Linked DNA regions of Gossypium hirsutum: region 2 is linked to region 1. Evidence: chromatin contacts called from public Hi-C data. All regions are on one chromosome and are shown on one strand. Each heading gives the region's core, a stretch centred on a gene start, on an enhancer-like site or on the middle of the called end of the contact. The rest is flanking DNA. Distances are from core to core; before and after follow the strand shown.

The links. A called contact is a pair of places that touch in the nucleus more often than the background predicts.
Region 2: a Hi-C map of fibers shows a contact between it and region 1, with 1.8 times the contacts expected there. The contact joins the promoter of LOC107895262 here to the enhancer-like site in region 1. A contact is called at or near these places in 6 of 34 Hi-C or Micro-C datasets (fibers, hypocotyl, leaf and 1 more).

The regions. Positions count from the first base shown.
Region 1 is chrA13:96,979,048-96,983,190 of Gossypium_hirsutum_v2.1, forward strand. No RefSeq gene overlaps it. Among protein-coding and RNA genes, the nearest start is that of LOC121213133, 21 kb to the left of the region's middle. Within about 2 kb of position 2,209, at least 5 of the 9 cell types and tissues checked have an H3K27ac peak or open chromatin away from gene starts, as enhancers often do. A contact at or near this core is called in fibers, where this site is marked.
Region 2 is chrA13:97,132,265-97,136,407 of Gossypium_hirsutum_v2.1, forward strand. LOC107895262 (squamosa promoter-binding-like protein 3) reads left to right here and starts at 1,888. Exons shown (of 2, transcript XM_016820549.2): 1 at 1,888-2,366; 2 at 2,509-2,989. The coding sequence starts at 2,065. The coding sequence ends at 2,755. LOC121212501 (a long non-coding RNA gene) reads right to left here. Exons shown (of 2, transcript XR_005907763.1): 1 at 3,699-4,143; 2 at 3,313-3,621.

The DNA of each region.
Region 1 (4,143 bases), core at 959-3,458:
TTATTACAGTATTCATACTCTAGATGTTAGTACGTTCGGAAGCGATCACCGCCCTTAATATAACCACATGTCATAACCACAACATGACATATGGCAAAAAAAGATAAAACAAATAAAAATTATAAAAATTATTAAATTTTAATAAAAATCGTATAAATTATTAAAAATTGTAAAAATTATAAAAAAATTGATAAAATATATAGAAATATAGAAAAAATTATAAAATCGTATTATAAAAAATGTAAGGAAATATAAATTTTGAAAAAAATTTAAAAAATTATCATACCAAATTTTTTTTTATAATTTTTTCCATAACTTTGATGGTCAAATGTTAAAATTAACAGTTTCAATGGTGGATCTAGAAATATGACTTAAAGAGGTAGGGGAGAAGTCAGATTTTTTTTTGGGGGGGAGGTGGAATTAAATTATATATTTTATGATAGTAAAAATGCAATTTCGTCATTTTAATACTCTATAACTTTATAATTTTTAGAGGACTAAATCAAAATTTTCTCATTTTAAGGGTCTAAAGTATAATTTTACCATTACTAATTTAAAATTTTATAAATTATAAAGGGCCTAAATGAAAAATTTTCTATTTTAGGGGGTAGGGCCCTTGCTTGTCCCTCTAGATCCGCCCTTAGCCTTTTTTTTATATACATTTTAACAATTCAAGTACCCAATTAAGTAAAAAAAAAATCTTAAATACCTCTTTATTTTTATTTTGCATTTCAGTTTCAACATTCTTCAATTTTAATTTGTTCCTTATCATTGTTTTGTAGATAGTTTAGACGCATAGTTTCATACATTTTAAAATAAACAATGTTTTAAAAATATTCATTGTTTTGAATATACAGTACTTAAATACAATATTGTAATCAAATTATTGCAAAATTAATTATTAATAGTATACATTCTGTTAATATTTAATATAGTTTATGAACATATTTAAAATCTTCTTTTTTTAAGTCACATATTTATAATATTTTATTTCTACTTTTAATATACTGTTAATTGTTAACTATGACCTACATTATAATTTAAAAGTAGAAATTTTATACGTAAGCTATAGAATTTAAATATAAAACTTTAGTAATATTTTTTTCTCTGTCTTTTGACACGCTCTTCTCTCTGTCTTTTAACAGGCTTTTCTGCTTGTTAGCACGTCTTTTTTTTTCTTATCTTGCTTTTTTCTTCTTTTTCTAGTTTTTATGATCACATTTTCTTCAATAGTCTTAGAAAATGGAGGATTCAATAGCAAGCTTATCTTTAGAAGATGCAGAGGAAGAATTTATTTAGCTAGGGTTGAAGTAGGGACGAAGTCGGGGGGCTGGCATGGGCCCCGCCCCTCCTAAATTGTAAATTTGTTTTTTTGACTCTTAAAATTTTTTAAAAATTTTAAATTAGTAAAGGTAAACTTGCACTTTGCCCCCCCTAAAATTATAAAAATTTGAATTAATCATTTACAAATTATAAAGATATAAACTATAAAAAATTAAAATTTTACCCGGCTCTCCCTAAATATTTATTCTGGCTTCGCCTCTGGGTTGAAGCTGCGAATAATGTCACATCCTATGCGCACTGTTTGGTGGGAACTTTCCTCACTTCAAGTGTAGTGCATTTCCAAGCAATGAGGTTGACTCTGGCAAATGTCTGGCATCCTGTTGGTGGAGTATCCATCTCAGATCTGGAAAAAGGGAGATTCCTGTTCTGATTTTATTTCCAAGTAAATGTGGTTCGAGTTATGAAGAATGGATTGTGGAATTTTAATTCCCATCTGCTAATATTGCACCAATTGGAGAAAGGGGAAAATCCTCTGTTCATTTATCGTCGGTTGATTTTTGGGTTCTTATAAATGACCTTCCTCATGGTTTTATGTCAAAAACAATTGCAAGACAGTTGGGGAATTTTATTGGGGTCTTTTTGGAGTATGACACCTTGGCTGTCCAAATTGAATACAAAGGAAAAATGCAAGTACGAGTTCGAGTTGATGTTAGCCAGCCATTGAAGAGAAAGAAGAGACTTACACTTCCTAATGTTACATCGATTTATGTCAATTTTGCTTATGAAAAATTAACTTTTTTTTTCTTTCTATATGGCAAATTAGGATATGGCGAAAGCTACTGCCCGATTCAATCCCTTAATCCCCAACAGGAGTTTATTTTTCAGCGGGATATATCCCTTCAAGCACAGACAAGAAGGAGAGTGGCGTGGAAGAGCAGGTGGTTGGTGGAGGACAACGGTGGAAAAAATTCTAGTTATGGAAATCCCAAAGATAGGCATGAGATGAGGAATATAAGGGAATTTCGATCTGGATGTTGTCAGTATTCTGTCTACCTGTAACAAAAGCGCCTTGATTCTCATCAATACAAAAGTCTTAACACCCTTATGAACCTATTTACCAACACTTTGGAGATTATTTTATAAATCACATTGCAGAGGCTTATTGGACGAAACTAGCCCATATTGTTTGTTGAATTAATTTTGAGTATTAACACAATATCGGTGCCATTGATATCTTTTAAGTCCCTCTTTCCTTTTAGTGCATCAAGGCAGTATCAAGTAACATCGTCTCCTATTACGTGCCAATACTTTAGATAAAATAAAGTTGAAAAGCCATCATTTCCTAAAGCTTTTAATAGCGCCATTGGTTTAACTGCTTCAACGACTCCTTCTTTTTGAAAATCAGGCGTTAACTCCTCATTTTTCCTACAGTATTTGACGTGAAAAATCTTGAAAGTAGTAGGAGGAAATTTCAATAAGTTCATTACCTCATTCAACCCATCTTTCATTACCGTCGTTTAAACCGCAAATTGTATTCATCCTCTTTTAACTACATGCAGCCTTATGAAAAAAAGAAATATTCTGATCCCCCAGCTTAAGCCAGTTCGCCCTTACTCTCTATTCCCAAAAAATCTCTTCTTTATCTGCTTCCAAGTTTAGTGCCAGTTTTATGTCGGTTATTTCTACTAAAACGTCATCATTAGCTTCCTCTTTCGATAATTATTTTAGTTTAGAGTGTAGGCTTTGCTTTCTACCTTCTCTCACTGAATTTTTCATGCTAGCCCACCTACTTAGCTTTGATCCAAACATTATTAATTTTTCTGGAACATTTCCCCTACTCGACCCCCAACTTTCTAGTACTTGTTCATCAAAGTTCTCCTCCAGTACCAATCTGCGTTGAAACGAAAGCAAAACAGTCTTGCCAATGTTCTACCTCCAGTTCTTCCAACCGTATTTAGCATAATCGGGTAGTGATCTGACATGCTATGTTTTAGATGTTCAAAAGAATTTAAAACTCCTCTATCAAGTCTTTCCCTTATATTATTACCTGGTAACCTCCTCATTTCTCATGTAAACCATTGTCCCGAAAACCATAAATCACTTAAGTCACAATCCCTTAACTCATCTCAAAAAGCACTTATTTTCCTCTCTTCTCATATACACCCTCTTTTCTTTTCAAAAGAAAACATTACATTGAAATCCCCCATCACTACCCATGGTAGGTTACACTCTTTTTCTAACCATCGTAAGAGGTTCCAATAATCCTTCCTTAATCCCTCTATTAGTGCTCCATAAAATCTAGTAAAGCTCTAAATAATTACTTCATTCTGTTCTTTAATCATCACATCAATATGAGAATTAGAAAAACTTTATAGCCCCTTCTTCCAACCTAAAGACAAGCCTCCTTTTAATCCATTTGCACTGACATCAATCATATACATGAAACCGCAAATTCTCCTAATTTTCTCCATTTTGCTTGTTTCAACTTTTGTTTCGATTAGAAACAAAACTTGGGGCCGACAATGTCTCAGACAATTTTTGAGATGACGAACCGCTCGCAGTTGTCCCAATCCGTGGATATTCCAACTTAGCGTTTTCATTGTTACCGACTGGTCTGCTTTATAGCAGCCGACACAATTTCATTATTCTCGTTCAAACTCATTGCTTCTTCTTGATTCAAGACTTCTTGCCCCTCACTTTATTTTCTTTGCGTCTTTAGATCATCCATGTAAGCGATGGGTCTGTCCTCAATTTCCTGCACCACCTCTTTACCTTTGAATAAACCTCTTTCATCAATAAGTGCATTAAAATATTAGCCCTAGAATGTACTATACCCATACTACATTATGCATGATATCC
Region 2 (4,143 bases), core at 638-3,137, 150 kb after region 1:
AAGAAGAAAAAAAACTAAACTATAGAAAAGAAAGGGAATGAGGATTTATATTAGTGTAGGCGATGCAAATAGATAAGGCCATATAGTAGCGATTGTAACAACCCAGTGACTTAAATAAAAACTTTCAAATGGTTCAATTATCATTTTGTAACTTTTTGAAGTAGAGTGACCAAAACATAAATTTACTAATAGTTTAGTGACATTGGTGTAGTTTACCCTTTGTTACATTATGTATTTTGCTATATCATAATGATGTTTAAAATATTTTAAATTTATATAAACTATAAGTTTTTAGATACTCTTAGTAGCAAGAGTATTATGTTGTAGCGAGAGTTTAGATTCAATTACGAGTAATATCATTTCCTGCCCTCAATTATAATATATATTCAACATGGTTATTGGAATCATATAGGTTAGTCTAAATGGAGCCAAAATTTATTTTATGAGTTTTTAATAATTTATTCAATTAAAATAAAATTAATAAATTGACTAATCGAGTTCAATCATCAATCTAATTTTAAAATTTTAATAGTCATATCATATTTTTTTATGTCATATAATACAAATGTGTGCCGCATAGAATATTAGGTGTTTCATTTAATACATGGCTTGTGTGCCGCATATAATATTAAGTGTTTCATTTAATACATAGCTTGTGAAGGTTTTAAACTCTAATAAATATGACAAGTATTTATTTATTGATGTATTTAATTTTTATTTTTATTATTATAATTTATAACACAAGTCACACCTAAAAATGTGTCCTCATATCAATGGATCTAGTTTTGGTGCTGTACAGTGCATTACAGGACTCATTTGAATGGCACTTTTGATATGTCTCTCTCAAGGGTGTCGTAATAACAGGTGTTATAATTTTACAACCTGTAGAATTTGTTCTCAACCATTGTAACCTCAAAAACTCTTGCAAAAGGTTCTTTCTTTGCTCAAATTTGTTTCAAAAATTATAACAGTAGGGTAAGTGTTGAATCAAATTGAATTTAGTAGAAAATTTTTGAATTAATTGAGTTTATATTGTACTATTTTATTATTTTAATTCAATTTAAATTTTGTTGAAATAGAATTTAAGTCGAATTAAATTGAGTAAAATTGTTCGAGTTAAATTAAAAAATTAAAGATATCAAATTAAAATCTTGTTAATTTGTTTAGATCCCAAAATTATTATTTTAAAAATTTTTTAAATTTTAACTATCTTAATATATATTCTTTAATTTTTTAAAAGAAAATTTTATAATTTTTTAAAAATATATAATTTTTGGAATTATAAATATTTTGAATTTTAAAAATTATTTTAATTTTCTTTTGTAATGTTTGTTAAGAAAGATTAATTTGTTCATTTTCAAAATTGATAAAAACTAAAGGGATATTTATATAATCTGTTACTTGAAATATTTGAATTGTAAAATTTATCTCGACTCAAACTCAAAATTTAAATTTTTTTTATTTTTTCAAATCGAATTAAATTTTGTAATATTTTTTCGAATTAAATTTTGTACTTCTTATCTAATTTATCTTATGATAAGATAACTAGATCATACGTTAACTATTTGAAACAATTAGTCTACTTCGAGGTTTTGGCGGAGGCCTAATAGAGATAATAAATCCATTTACATAAGGGTACTGAAGCTTTCCAAATTTGTGTGAAACATGTGCCATGAGGCATCGTTGTATCGAAGGACGATGAAACCCTAAAATCACTCTATTAGATCAAATGAAATGGTAAAAATTTTGATGCTTTTCAAGCCAGATTTGGCAAAATAAATAATAATAATAATAAAGTTGATGAGATTACTTATGAAAACCAACAATATTCCCAGCTGCTTCCTTTTGAACATCCAATCATTCACTAAACAGACACACAAGCAAACATAAAAACAAGAAAAAAATGTTGTTTCATTTGTGGTCCTCAACATCTTTTTCACCCTTTTTTTTTTTTTCAAATTTTGATCTCAACATTTCATCACACCCCTCCATTATTTATATCTCCTCGACTACTGCAAATCGTAACTGCAGATTTCAGAAGAGAGAGTAAATTGCAAAGTAAATATGAATAAGGATTTCATAGCTGAAGAACTTGACAATGACATGCAAGAAGAAGAAGAAGAAGGTGTTGGGGGTGATCATGGTTTCCCAGATGATGAAAAGAAGAAGAAAGGTTATGGAAGGAGAGGAGCCGCTGGTGGCGGTGGTGGGGTGTCGCCGCCTGCTTGTCAAGTGGAAAAATGTGGGCTTGATTTATCTGATGCCAAGCGATACCACAGGCGCCATAAGGTGTGTGAGATTCATGCCAAGGCGCCATTTGTGGTTGTTGCTGGTCTCAGGCAACGCTTCTGTCAACAATGCAGCAGGTTTTGCTTTTACTTCTTTTTATCATCTTGATTTACTTTTTCTTCTTAATTTCTTGACCAACAAGTCAATCAAAATTTACCATTTCATCTATATTTTTAAACATGAAAAACATTCTATGTTTCATGATGTATACATTCACAGATTCCATGAGCTACCGGAGTTCGATGAAGCAAAACGGAGCTGTCGAAGGCGGTTGGCCGGGCATAACGAAAGGCGTCGGAAGAGCTCAGCTGAATCATCATCAGCAGCAGAAAGTTCAAATCGCAGAGGGATGATGATCAGTGCTCAACTGAAAGAGTCTCATTACCTAGCTGATGATCAAAGAGCCAGAGTCAATCCAATGGCAATCCATGGCAGTTCATCTTTTAAGCGTTCCCAAATCAGATAAGGAAGCTTAAGCGACCAAAACAATACGCTCCCTCTCTTCTGTCATCCGATGGTTCATGTCTTGTACTATTCTGTCATCCGATGGTTCATGTCTTGTACTCTGTACCACTTACTAGATTTTGATGGAGGATTTTAATAACAATGTCAGGCATCAACTCGATTATCGAGATTTCACAAAGTTTGTGTTCATGCGAACTTGCCTTGCTGTATAATGATGATAATAACCCTTTATCTATGGAGTCTTCTATTGTATTTGCATCAATGGTTATTTATATCCATAATCCCCAATTAGCTAGTTGATTAATTGCTATTATATTCATATTTTCGCCATTTAACAGGATTAAAAGCAAACATTTTTTTAAAGTGATTCTACACACTACTAATATTTTAATAAAAAATATTATATTTCACAAAATTATACTATCAAATATATCTCTTCTGAAGCAATATCTCTTATTTAGAATAGTTGTTGTTAAGAACAATTTTTGTTTGAGAATAATTATGTGTTAAGCAACACTAATATTGTTATCCAAAGTGGTTAACATTTGGCTAAGTCTGTTATCAAAGTTGTTAAGAAGAGTTATTGCTTAGCTATCTAAAAATATTATGCTCAAAATATACAGAAACAAGTTTTGAAGTCTAAATACATAATTGATTTTTCTTCATAGCAGCTTAGTCTTTGCTTCTCTTGAATCTAAGTTTACCTAAGTTTCTTCATGGTATCAGCCGCTGGGTGATCCTCAGTCCTATGGCTACCACGAACTCCATCGACTCTGCCTCTGTTGATGGTGGTTGCGTAGCCTTTAGTGGCGATAGAGTGGTGACTTCTTTCCCTCGGCATGACGTTGCGAAACTTGATAAAGGCACCTTCATCCAATGGAAACAATAGGTTCGTTTAATTTTAGGTGGTTATGGTCTAATAGGATTTATAGATGGCACTCTACCTCAGCCGTCACGCTTCGTTCAATCATCGGACGGTTCCCTCGTTGCTAATCCGTCTGCACTGGTGTTTGAGCAACAAGATCAGTTGCTTACCTCGTGGCTCCTATCCACGACTAGTACCTCGTGTTTTTCTTCCTCCACGGATGCTCGATCGGCCTGCGATGTGTGGAACACAGCGATGAGTCTCTTTGCGGCCAACACTGGTGCTAAGTAGTCCTGGACTCATCACGAGTTACACTCGCTAAAGAAAGGTACTCTTTCTGTCAAGAATTATGTGGCTCGTATTAAAAATTTGTGTGCTCTTTTGGAAGCTTCTGGCACGAGAATTCCAGAGGCGGAGAAGACTCAGGTCATGCTTGCAGGTTTACCATATGAGTTTGATACTGTTGTTTCCTCGCATCTCTTTCATCGGAGCCGATGCCGTTCCAACGATTGGTTGAGGCTTTG